2 separate regions of the Mus musculus genome follow, and region 1 is linked to region 2. Evidence: chromatin contacts called from public Hi-C data. All regions are on one chromosome and are shown on one strand. Each heading gives the region's core, a stretch centred on a gene start, on an enhancer-like site or on the middle of the called end of the contact. The rest is flanking DNA. Distances are from core to core; before and after follow the strand shown.

Evidence for each region. Hi-C and Micro-C count contacts between places; a contact is called where the count stands out from the background.
Region 1: a contact with region 2 is called in a Hi-C map of liver, with 6 times the contacts expected there. The contact joins two enhancer-like sites. A contact is called at or near these places in 28 of 484 Hi-C or Micro-C datasets (the Ba/F3 cell line, LSK cells, bone marrow-derived macrophages and 21 more) and 7 of 115 datasets of contacts at active chromatin or transcription factors (the HPC-7 cell line, bone marrow-derived dendritic cells, differentiating embryonic stem cells and 4 more).

Annotation. Positions count from the first base shown.
Region 1 is chr13:60,735,126-60,741,464 of GRCm38.p6, forward strand. Dapk1 (death associated protein kinase 1) reads left to right here. Exons shown (of 26, transcript NM_029653.3): 18 at 1,119-1,217; 19 at 4,930-5,007. Among named protein-coding and RNA genes, the nearest start is that of BC051665, 48 kb to the right of the region's middle. Within about 2 kb of position 1,401, at least 48 of the 459 cell types and tissues checked have an H3K27ac peak or open chromatin away from gene starts, as enhancers often do. A contact at or near this core is called in double positive thymocytes and liver, where this site is marked.
Region 2 is chr13:60,663,156-60,669,821 of GRCm38.p6, forward strand. All of the region lies in intron 2 of Dapk1 (death associated protein kinase 1), which reads left to right. Among named protein-coding and RNA genes, the nearest start is that of Gm35540, 19 kb to the right of the region's middle. Within about 2 kb of position 5,101, at least 12 of the 459 cell types and tissues checked have an H3K27ac peak or open chromatin away from gene starts, as enhancers often do. A contact at or near this core is called in double positive thymocytes and liver, where this site is marked.

The DNA of each region.
Region 1 (6,339 bases), core at 151-2,650, 68 kb after region 2:
ATTTCTATTCATGGCTCCTTCAGAGCCAATGAGTTTGCTATTTCACTGTTGTATTTACAGAACATCCTAGATCCCAGACTTAGCAACCTTTGAGAAATAGAAAACAACCGAGAAGAGGAGTCTCCTGTCCTCCCTTCATCCTTACATGACTACAGCCACAAGGGTGTGTGCGGTAGCTGAATCTTGCATAGCTTTCGTGACTATAGATTGGGTGCCTCCCTCCCTCTCCTGTTCCACAGGATTATTTTTAAGCCTAAACGTCAAAAAGTAATTACTTTATGTGTGTGGATATTTTGTCTGCATGGATGACTGCACCGCGAGTGTGCCTGGTGCCGACTGGAGTCGGACAGGGTGTTGGATCCTCTGAACCTGGAGTGACAGATGGATGGTTGGGAATCACTGTGGGAGTGCTGGGTTCTCTAGAAGAGCAGCTGGTTCACTTAACTATGGAGCCAACTCTCAGGACCCTATTTTCAAGACCATTGCTTCTTGGTGTGGCGGCTGCTAACTTCTAAGGGCAAACCTGCAAAGACAGGGTGCCAATGCGAGGAGACCCGACAGTCTAATGTCCTGGCTGTGAGATGCTTGGAGGAGATATTCACCACACACTGTTTAAACCTCAAGATAGCTATCACTATTCCTGGGGGTTCACTGCAGTACCCCAAGGTGTATGGCGCACAGTTTGAGAACCATATGCCTACGAACCATAATAGGCATGACCTCGAAGCTTCACGGCCTCCTAAGAGTGCCCTTGGCAGCTCCCTTCCTTCTCTCTCCCTGGTGCATGAATATGAACGGTGTGGTGCAGATACACATGGGTGTCTGGGCGCTCACACTCTTGCCTCGCTCTCTGCCAGCCCAGCGGGAAACTTGGTTATCCTGTGGCTAACCTTCTCATTCATCCTTTGAAGGTGAATTTGGAGCTAGACTTTCAACTTCAAAGTACTTGAAAAACTATCTGGCAGACCTGCCTCAGTGGGAGCTAGAACCTCTTGTTTAGTTCTGTTGGTCCCAGTCCCCTTATGTAATACCGTTTCTCCCCAACGATGGCTGTGAACTACCAGCTTTCACAGATAGCAGCCATGAGAATGCTTGTGGTATTTTTTTTCTCTTTCCAGTATGGTCGGACTCCTCTCCACCTTGCAGCCAACAACGGGATCCTAGATGTGGTCCGCTACCTCTGTTTGATGGGCGCCAATGTGGAGGCTCTAACCTCGGTGAGTACCAGGCAGGGGCAGGTGTCTGGCCTCAGAGAGCCATGGAAACTTCTTGTGCCTCAAGGGCACAGGGAGAAAGGTATTGCCTGGCAACTGCATTCTAAAGCAGACAGGCTGCTATTAAGCTCTAACCCTCTACTGCAGTTACATAAACATTTGCCCACACAGACCTAGTTTAATATCTAGTTAATGTTTCATCCTTTCTCATCTCGCCAGCCCCGCTCCGCCAGCGACCCGCTGGTTCACACTGGCCTTTTGTTTACCGTGTTACACAACAGTGCCTCTTAGCTTTCTATTCCACGTATGGATTTCTCTTTCATAAGTGCTTCCCGTTGGCCCCAGGGTACAAGAGGCCCAGTGCCCTGTGGGAGGAGCTGGATCCCCTGTGTGGTCTTGGGGGGTCATGAACAGCCTGGAGGCAAAGGGCTGGTGTCTACTGTTTAGAGTCCGCCTTTGCTGCTGGGATTGAAAATTATTTCTAAGTAAGACATAGTCCATTCCTCTGGCTTCTCATTTCAGGCTTAGCGCTGCCCTTCCCCCTTCCCCCACTCCTCAGAAGAAACCGTTTGCTTCATATTTCATAAAATAAACACCATAGATAAGAGTTTGGCCAACAAGGTGAAGTGGCAGTTCAGTTGTAGCCATGAACTATTGCTTGATATGTTGCTGGGCCTAAGGTGGGTTAATTACTTGTGTGTGTGTGTGGTCTTGACATTCGAAGATCTGAACTTTATCGACAGTCTTGAAGGAGAGCACATGGTGTTTGATGTTGCACCTTACCTAAGGCTCTGAGGTTCTTGGAGATCTTCAAAGTCTTAACCGAGCTGGCCCTTAGAGCTCCATCTAGCCTGCCATTTGTTTTGGTAAATGAAATTTCGCTGAGGCACAGCTATGCTCATCCATTTATATAGCATTGTCTTTGGCTATCCATGCTGCTGAGGCCCAGATGCCTGGCATGGTCCTCCAGAGTGTGTGTGTGTGTGTGTGTGTGTCCCTGTCTGTGTGTAGGTCTTTGCAGTACCGTTAACTCTCAAGATGTAACGGGCCTGTTCTGTGCAGTACTGGTCTCTGCAGGCACAGATATGAGCAGTGTGTGCAGGGAATGCACACATTTCTCAGGATGCTTATTTACCCCTGCCACACAGGACATTTTAGGCCTGAGGTGCCTTCATTAACCTTTACCCACAGGTTAGCTATCCTGCAGTAACACATCACATGCATTTTTATATTTATTATATATTATATATCTATTGTATAATATGTGTGTATATATATCAGATGATGCCTTGTGGGAAAATAAAAACCAGGGTGACTCTGAAGATGCTATCAGCTGTTGGATCCAGATGTGTGTGCAGTCTCTGGTCCCTTTGTGTTGCTCTGTGAGCCCATGCCCCTCCCACCCCCACCCCCCACTCTTTCCCGCAGTGGCTGTCTTCTCTGCTCCCGCCACACCCTGCTTATACTGCCTTCCCGTCTCCCACCTCTTTCAGCTTCTAGAGAGACTCATGAGTGTTTCCTGTCTGTGCTTAGCCTTGTCATTTACTCAGATAGATGCCCCACACAGAGAAACTTCTAGAAAATGAGAGAGGGGCACTGATCAAAGAGTCTTGACCATCAGTAGGCAGGGGGTGGAGCAAGAGTGATGTCAGATAAGGGTGGGGACTGGGAGGTGGGTGAAGCTGACTTCTCTGCTGCCTCAGCTGAGCAGTCAGGAAATGGGCGTGGCTCGTGCAGTCTGGCAGCTGAGTAGTCAGGAAGTGGGCGTGGCTCGTGAAAAGCATTAGGTTAGGAGGCCTGAGCTTGGTGACCACCCACTCTTGTACAGATTACAGGGATCATGCTAGAAGCAGAACTGAGAGGCTCCCATCAGTAAGCAAGCCTGGTAGGCATCTGGCCTCCTAGCAGGGGAAGCAAGCATCCTCCTCTTTCAGCAGTGATGACTTTTTGTGAGGAGTGGGATAACCGTGGACCGGGGACATCACTTAGAGACAAAGGCCAAAGCATGTCTGTCCTTCTGAATTTTCTAGCAGTCGCATTAAAGAAGCAGCAGACGAAACGGCTTTCAGCAATGCGTGTGAAATCTCATTTCAACAGGAGGAATTTGAGAATATTAATATTTCTCATATTCTCTTATCGGTACGGAGTTTTTAGTGCCTTGTACGTTCTGTACTGACAGCCGTCTTTTCAGAATCACATTTCAGACCCGTCCCTGCGGATGCTGCCCTGTGGGACAGCCAGCCAGAGCCGTAACTTTTTTCTGGCTTCTGAGATGACTGTACAGATAGCATGTGGCACCACAGCACCCCCTAGTGTCACCTTTATATTCTGAGCGCTCCTGGCTTCTCCTCTACCACCAACTCTGCAGAGACTCTAGTCACCTTTTAGGAGCTGCTTTTTTTATTCTGCACCTCTTCCTCAATGCCTTAAAGGCACCCCATGAAGCCATGAGACGGTTTGATGGGAACTCTTAGTTGGAGGTACAGTGTCTAGTAAGGAACTCAGTTCGGTCCAGAGCAAAGGAGAAGTTCTAGCTTGCCTGTTGGATCCATCTCAGGACTTTAGGATACATAATAAGAATGGGGTGGAACACACACCTGAGCCAGAGTTTCAGCCTGGAGAGAGCATTCATTCACAGCTTGGCAATTTTGTCCCCAGAAGACACGTGGACTTATCTGGAGACGTGGTTGATTTTTAAGCTGGAGGTTGAGGAATATCACCAGTGCCTTGGTAGACCACAGAGGTGTTATTCACATTGTATAAGGCTGATAATGGCTTTCCACAGCAGAGAATGACATAGTCCAGCAGGGCCAAGATTAAGATTTGCTGGTCCAGAGAGGCCCCATATGTATCTCAAGAGCAACTTGAGTGGAGGAACTGGGAGGTTGGCAGGTAGACAAGATGTCCCAACTCTTCATGGGATGACTTATTACAAATGCAGATAATGAGACCATAGACTTTTTTTCTTCTCTTAAAAAGGTGTCTTCATTTTTTTTGAAGATTGAATTTTAGGGCTGTATAATACTTTAGCTGAACAGTGGTATCTATCTCCCTTAGTGTAGAGGGGACATAGCCACAGCTCCTGTCCCCACAAGGGACTGTGATATCATGCAGTTCATGTGATCCGCTGCGAACTTGATCAGGCTTGGACCGGAACGTTCTCAGGAGATGTGCATGTTCATGGTATAGACATAAGAGTAGGTCCCTTCATATGAAACCACAGCTCCATGAAAAGTCTCTAATCAAACAGTAAATGTCACAGTGCTGTGGGCCCTTAGGTCTCTGCTTTGTGTTTTTTCAGCCACCTTAAATCAACCTGTGCTAGACTAAGCGTCCTTTGGAAGGTACAGTAGTTACCAGCCACGGTGTAGAGCGAGGACCAGGTTTGTATGTGTGAGAACTGAAAGAGTAGACTGCTGCCATAGAGACAGAAGTTCCATCGGGGATGGGATAGTCAGAGGAGAATGAGTAAGCTCTGAGTCTATGCACTCAGCATCTTTCTGTTGACACCTCAGGACACTACTGCATTTCTTGCTCTGTCATTTTTCCTTCCTGAGCCACCAAATAAAATAAGGTTTCCTTAGATGAGAAAACAGGCCAGGACTTAGAGTTTGTCCAACTTTCTTTTGACCCTGCTGTGCCTCCCATTTCTTCGCTGAACTAGCATGTTGAGGTCCCGTGCAGCTCTGTGACACTGATCATCTGTTTCCTACAGGATGGAAAGACGGCCGAGGACCTCGCCAAGGCAGAACAGCACGAGCATGTGGCAGGGCTCCTGGCAAGACTGCGGAAGGTGAGCCTTCACCGGAGGTCCTCAGATTGTTCTTATGTGAGAAGTTCTTGGTGTTTTCCTTACTAGAAGGAGACATTGGACGTAGGTTTAGGAAGATCATCTTTCCTTGTCCTGTCAGTTGGCACACACACATAAATGTCTAAGGGGTTTCTTCTACAGTTGTTGTAAAGACAAATTTTCGGGCTGGAGGGATGGGCTCAGTGGTTACGTGCAATGGTTGCTCTTGCAGAGAACCAGGGTTCAATTCCTAGCACCTACACGGTAGCTCATTTGTAAGCCCTGTATTTACAAGATACCCAGCACCCCCTGCTGGCCTCTTCGAGCACCAGGCATGCAGGCCATGCATGGACAGACACACAAACTAGTTTGATGCTCTTCCCACCGCTGTGCTGGTTTTGTTTACCCAGCCCTCTCTGTGCCACCACCCCCACAGCGGATGGGGAAGAACACTAGTGGTGTCCCTTCTCCTATTTTGTTTTGAGTTTTCAGGTATCAGTTAATCTCCTGTTTATCAAATCACAGCACTGTAGAGTTTATAAAAACAGAAAAATAAGTAAACACAGGTGAACGATTTACAACCCACATGATATATCAAGAGACTAAAAAAAAAAACCCAAACCATTTTGGCTAAGGTATCTATCTGTTTGTTAACACACAAAGATGTTCACTGAAGTTCTATTTAAAATGTAGTAGCAAAAGTTAGACAGTCGGGTTACCAATATTTATGTGTAGGGAGTTGTCATAGAAAACGGGTATTGTTTGGCTTTTAGAAATACTTACAAAGAGATAGTAAGTACATGAGTTTCTAGGCTGAAGCAGAAGGATACATTTTAACCCTTACCCTGGATCTGGGGATGTAGCTCAGTTGGTAGAGAGCGAGCTTATGGAGTATTCAGGGAGACTTGACTTACATTCGTAGCATGGAGAGGTGCTGCTTGCTGGTTTTTTCCCTGTGGCTTGCTCAGCCTGCTTTCTTATAAAACCCCAGACTACCTGCTCAGGGGCAGCATAGAGGGCTGGACTCTCCCAAATGGATGGAGAAAATGCCTCACATGTCAGTTTAATGGAGGCAATTCCTCAATCGAGGGTCCCTCTTCTGAGGTGACTATAATTTATATAAAGTTAACAAGAACTAATAAGCCTAGGTAGCCTGGATGCCCCATAAAACTCTTGCTGGATGAACTGGCCCATTGCTCATCAGCTCTGTGCCTTAGCATCTGCATCCGACCCATGGGACGAGGTGCCAGCTCAGAGAATGGTAATGAGCCCCGAAAGACGTCTTGAGAACAGCACCTGTACACACTGAGCACCGAGTGGCTTCCTTTGTGCTTG
Region 2 (6,666 bases), core at 3,851-6,350:
CACTCCAGGTTGTCTCAGGCTGTCATACACATGTACACATGTGTGTTTGAACCCCACATTTGGGCAGGCACATACAAACATAACCAACACATGTGTGCACACATGCACATTAGCGCCCCCCCTCCCCGCTCTTATGTGTTTGTGATGTTATGTAACTGGGGTTGGTGGGTGGCTATGTAAACCATGCGAGCTTGGAGCTTTCTACAGTACTGCTTCTGTCTACTGAGTGTGGCAGTTCAGCCTTAGAAACGCATGTCTGATAAATGCTTGAGGAGGAAGAGGATTTGGAAACCACTGGTTGTCGGGCTCAAAGCCTGCCATAGCCTGTGTCAGCTGGGGCTCTGGTCTCAGGCTGTGATTTGTGGGAAGGGCTGAGAGAATTACTGTTGGGTCCTGTGTCATTCTAGACACCTCTTCAGCTTTCTCTCTAAGCCAGAAGCCCCCTCTTCCAGGCCATGGGTCTATTTCCTCGCTTCCTGCCTGGAACAAATTATGGAAATGACTCTGCACCTGAGAACTACTTTTCCCCACTGCTTGGTGCATGCATGCATATGTGTGTGTGTGTGTGTGTGTGTGCGCGCGTGCATGCGCTCTTTCTCTCTCTCTCACACACACACACACACACACACACACACACACACACATACACACACACACACCTTGCAAAAACAAATTTCAAGAATACAGTGAGTGCATTCAAAATGCAGGCGTTTCTTCTCTTTAGAGGAATCACTCTAGGTTTTACTTCCAGACTTCTGATGCACATTTTATTTCTGGTAGTGTTAATGTGTGCATTTCTGGATCTTCCTTAGCTAGGACAGCTTAGAGACCTCCCTTGGGCTTGCTTTCCTCACAGCTGTTTACCTCTTATCTCAGGCTCCATGCTGCTGCTGCTGCTGTTCTTTGCATACCTGAGTCACCTGTTAATATTTTCTTTGTTGATAAGGGAAGAGTCCTTGTCTGTTTCAGGAGAGAAGGCCCAAACACGGATGATCAAATGGCACCGGGTCTTAAGGACTTGACCTCATTTTCCCTCTGGTCCCAGTGTGAAGCACACTCCATTCTTGTTTTATTCTTTTCTGCTTGGTTCAGACTCTGTGTGTGATCCTAGCCTGTCTAATTATTAACACAGAGAGAGAGACAGCACAAATTGTTGGGTAGCCAGGGGGTAGAGAAGTCTTGTCTAGGAAACCAAGTTTATCACATCTCTAGTGGCTTTGGTGTTAGGTGGCAGTGTGTGTCATGGCTTACCTCTGGGAATGCCACCTTCCCATTGGGCCGTTGCTCTTTTTAGTTCATCTCATTTACTATGCAAATAAAGAGCTCATCACACGTGGTGTACGTATGACACATGAGCAGACCACTTTTGCTTCCCACAGACATCAGCCTCTGCGCACTTCCCAACGAGAGGAGTTAGCAATGTCAGGGCTGAGATTTAGGCTGCTGACTTCAAATGTTGACTTGCCTGTGCACATGTACGGGTCCTGAGTCCCAGAGTCAGAGGCTGGGAGAGAGCAAGGATACATACAACACTGAGCAAGGGTCTCTGAGGTTTTATTTTCCTCATCTAAAGTGTCATGTTCTCGGTTTGCTTTTGTTGCTTACATGGCGCACTGACCCCTAAACATGCTGATAAGGGAAGAATAGGTAAGAGAACACTCCCAGGGTTCCTCTTAGTTTCAGTGAAGCACACTGGAACACGAGCCTTCTGTTTGCCGTTGAAAGTTTAGCACTTGAATTTCAGGTTGGACTGTCCGGCACATGAAGGAAGACGCAACACCTCATGCCAATGCCTGTTTTCTGTAGGCCCCAGAATAGAAGGCATTGTGCCTTCGGTACACACGCATCCAAAGCCAACAGTGACTTAATTGTACCCTGAGAACAAAAGCCGCTACTTGGGTCAAGATGGGGCAACTTAAGACTTTTCTTTCTGCAAAATCAGTGGCTGGGAACACCAGCGCAAACATCTCAACTGTTGCTGGTATTTGCTTGTGAAATTCTGATCCATGGCATGGTGTATTCTAGAACTTAAAGTGTTGCGTGCGTGTGTGCATGTGGGCGTGTGTGCTGGTGTGAGAGCATTTGTCTAGCATGTGGGGAGTCTGGTCCTGAGTTCAATCCCAGTATTGCAAAAAGAAGCACAAATAAATAATTTAGATCTGGGCTGGCAAAATGGCTAAGAGCACTGGCTGCATTTCCAGAGGTCCTGAGTTCAATTCCTAGCAACCACATGGTGGCTCACAACCATCTGTAATGGGATCCAATGCCCTCTTCTGGTGTGTCTGAGAGCTACAGTGTACTCATAAATAAGATAAATAAATAAATCTTTAAAAAAATAATTTAGATCTGGTGTTGTGAGGACCAACTCTGAAGATACACAGAATCTAGTCCTTAAACTTGTCTCCACCCCACCCCCACCACACATGCAGTCAGACATTAGACAGAAGGAGGTTCAAAGTGCAATTGGGCTTTTTCCTGTTGTCCAATCTGCCTCTTTGTGGAAGCTCCGGAGACACAAATTGAGGGTTGTGTGGTGAGGCTGCTCATCTGCCCGCCAGCGCTTCAGTTTGGGTGAAGTCAATTTGAAAGCCTCACACTGTTCGCAAGTATAGCCATCAGCAGGGAGTGTGTGGTCACTCAGGCCAGAACATGGAGCCCCCCAGTGTTTCATCGGACATCTACCACCTTTATCTTTTGTCTCTCCGAGGTTGCCAGATGCCACTGCTGGACCTGGAGGTATAGATGAGATGTTTCTTCTCTGAGAGCTACCCAGCTATTTGTGAACTCCTTCAAAGAGGACCCCAATTCTCATCATTTTCATTTGGGAATTCCCATTTTTCTTGTGCCTTTCAGGATGTCAATCGTGACCAAGAAGATTTCCAGGGTTCTCATTCGTCAGGGGGAGTGGGGCAGAGTTTAGCTTCTCTCTTCCCCATTGGCTCTCCTGCCCCAGTGAATGTAGCAACTAATGATATTCGTATTATGTAAACACAACTGTCATTCATTGACCTTACACATGAGTGTGTACACATGCTGACTGTCACTTTAAGATTCACAATGTGTAGTTTTTGTTTTTAGGGTTTTTTTTTTTTTTTTTTTTTTTGGCTGTTGTGTTTTGTTGTTTGTTTGGTTTGGTTTTGGTTTATTGAGACAGGGTTTCTCTGTGGAGCTCTGGTTGTCCTGGAACTTACTTTGTAAACCAGGTTGCAAAGATCTGCCTGCCTGTGCTGGGATTAAAGGCACGTGCTACCATGGCCTGCAAAAGTTTACTCATTTATGTATATGGGTGCTATGTCTGCAGGTATCCTGCATGCCAGAAGAGGCACCAGATCCCATTATAGGTGGCTGTAAGCTAGCATGTGTTTTCTGGGAATTGAACTCAGAACCTCTGGAAGAGCAGAGCAGCTAGCGCTCTTAACTACCTCTCCAGCTCATAATAAATGGTTTTATTTTAAAGGAAGCTGCTAAGCATGCAGAGAGATAGGCTTCCCGGCAGTGGCAGAGTGGGACTCTGCATTTCTAGGATGTTAGTGTGCCTGTGAGTGAGTCTGTGAGGTTCCAGGCAATGCAGAATCCAGTTCTTCAGGTCTGGCTTAGACTGAGGTCTTGCATTTCTGGTGCTGGTGCTGCTGTCTCTAGAATGCACTGGGTAGCAGCAGGCTTCTGTGTTGGAGATAGCTAGGCCTGGTAGAAACTCTACAAGTTATCTCCCCTCTGAACTCTGGGATTTAGTTTCTGAGGACACAGGCCTTGTGTTAGTGCAAATTTAAGAGTGATAGTTTTTTTTTTTTTTTTTTGCTCTAATCTGTCTAGCTTCTAGATAATCAAGACAGAGGCTATTAGATTTATTCAACAAGCCTTAAGGCACAATAACTGAGCAGATATTAATCTATTCTAACCCTCTAAACTAATCTAGCTACTTTCCAGCCCAAATTCCCAATATACTTTTAGTATTTTAGTATTGATTTTAGGATTTTAATATTGATTTGGCTCTCTCTGCCTGCTCCATTTGTGTTCTCATGGTGACTCCTGGTCCCTCACCACCTGGAGAAACCTCTCCTTCTTCTTCCACTACCCCTGCCCTGGCGGGGACTGGAAGTCCAGCCCTGTCATCTCCTCTGCCCAGTGATTGGCTGATCAGCTTTTTATCCACCCACCAGAGCTAATTGGGGAGCAGTGTTTACACAACGCTGAGACAGGAGATTCTTAGAAGAAGCACTACAATGCCATGTCGGAATTGCAACAAGATATGAGGGCCCCGAAATCAGTATTTGAATGATACACGGATAGTCGTCACACAGGGCACAATAACATTATGCCAACAGCCTTGCTTTTAGACCACTGAGCAAAACCAGCTCTCCAAGCATCTGTGGTCTGACCAAAGCCAGGCAACTGTGCTCATCCATCTCAGCATACTTGTTGGTGGCCTAGAACTGGCACTCTGCCTCATCATGATGCAAATGGTAGTTTCAGGGAGGTGTGCTTTCCACAGAGTCATTTGCTTATACAACCTAGGAGGTGATGAGGAGATGGAAGGGTCTGGTCTGGGGTGGGTGGGCTGTGTGACTCTGAAAGGCCAGTGTGTGTTCGGAGGTGGACAGCACACCTGGAGCTGCACTGCTGGAAGGCTCAGACATCTAGCTGGAGGAGATGATTCCAATTGCACTCGCCACTTTAGGTCTGTGTCCAGAAATGTAAGAAGCGATGGAAAGTGCTAGGGTTCCTTTGTGTCCCAAGCTCTCTGGTTCTAACCCTGACTGACTTGTAGACCATGTGAATGAGGCTTTGAAGGTGTCCTTAGAGATGTTTTCATTCCCAGAAGCTTGGTGGCTTGCTTTGAGTTGCTTGTCAGGGACAGTGCAGAGTGACAGTGGATTACATAAAACCAGAGTTTATCCATCTGTCAGGTAGGAGTCCACAGTGGCAGCTGTGGGAAGTCAAGGACTCGGGCACTTCCTGTGACATTCTGCCACCTAAGCATAGGACTTTGATGTTATTGTCAGTATGGCTGTTGATTTCCTGAACCATCCCTGCGGGAGTCATACTCTGGGCTCTTTCCAGTAGAGGTTCCTGCTTAATCCTGTTGTCCAGAAAATAGTCACATGGGCACAAGGTAGGTGGCGAAATGTAGCGCTCACCCCAGCAAGCAATGAACGGTAGGTCAGTGACTGTGGGCAAAGTAAAAGAGATCAGATGCGGGGTGAACACTTACTTCTGCCTCACTAGGATCTTCAGGACATTCAAACCTTACTGGCCCTTAATGTGGAGGTAATGGTTGCATTTGGCCCAGACAGTCCCGAAGCAGCTTCCTGATAGCCGCAGGAATTGAGGCCAAGTGTCACTACCATCTCAGCATTAAGACTCAGATACATTTTTAGAGTCCCCTCTCTAAATTGCTTCATATACTGCCTAGGAAACACTTAGGGTGTCTGTGAAGGTGCATATTCATAAGTGCTCTGGCAATTAACACTCCACCCACCCCCTCTTTCTTCTCCTCCCCCCTCCCCCTTGTCTTCCTCCTCTCCCTTCCCTTCCCCTCCCTCCCTCTCTCTCATCTTCCCCCCACTCCCTCCTCTTCTCCATCTCCTCATGCCTTCTCTCTGGCCTAACAGCAAACACGATATTTTCACTTTAGAAGACAGTGTACCCTGAGAGGAATAAAAATAATTTTCTTCCAACCTGATGGTGCCAAACTCATAACAGAACAACCCGACCCGGCATTGAGAAGTTGTCTAGCATGCACAACAGTTCAGGGCATAGCAGAAGCCTAGATCCAGTGTACCAGTGGGAACAGGACAGACCCAGCCTTGCCCCCTGAGGGAGGTCTAGAATACCTTAAGTCTTGAATCCAAAGCGGCCACATCTCACAGGTCTTAGGAGTGTTTTTGGTCATTCAGCGTTTTGCTTTCTCTTGACGCAGCTGTGCTCAGTAATTGGGTGTCCCGTTTTTAGTGCAGTCTCACCATTAGCATTCTGCATGTTCCAAACTTCATTGGGTTTTGATGGGCCCATTCTTCATACACCCACCCGTTCCCCAACAAACACACAGGCAGAATCTATGAATCTACATTAAAATTTGTGTTAAAGGCGGGCTGAGAGCAAGTGTCTACCTGTACTGAATGTATTGTTACTAATAAGAATTAAAGGTCTGGAGATGGCTCAGCTAGTCAAAGTGCTTGCCGGGTAAGCCTGACTACATGAATTCCACTTGGGTATAGTGACAAGCCTGGTAACTTCTCGGGCGCCATCTCTCAATAGCTGCAATCTTGACAAGTCACCATGTTCCTCGATATCCCAGGTTTTAGTTTCTTGAGGTACAAACAGAGGTGCCTCCCATGTGCTATTGGGAGAACTGGCCTGTGCTTCAGGGTCTGTGTGGGACAGATCCAGCCTGCATGGTCTCAGTGACACACATTTCATTTGTACATGCATGTGTGTGTCTGTGGATGTCTTGGTGTGTGAGTACGTGTGTGTGTCTATGTGTACATGTGTGTGTATGTGTGTGTCTTTATGTGTGTGTGCATATGTGTGTATGTATATGTGTGTACATGTATGTGCATGTGTGTATGAGTGTGTATGTGTGTACATGTATGTGCATGCGTGTGTGTGTGTGTGTGTGCATGTGTGTGTGTCTTTATGTATGCATGCATGTGTGTGTCTGTGTGT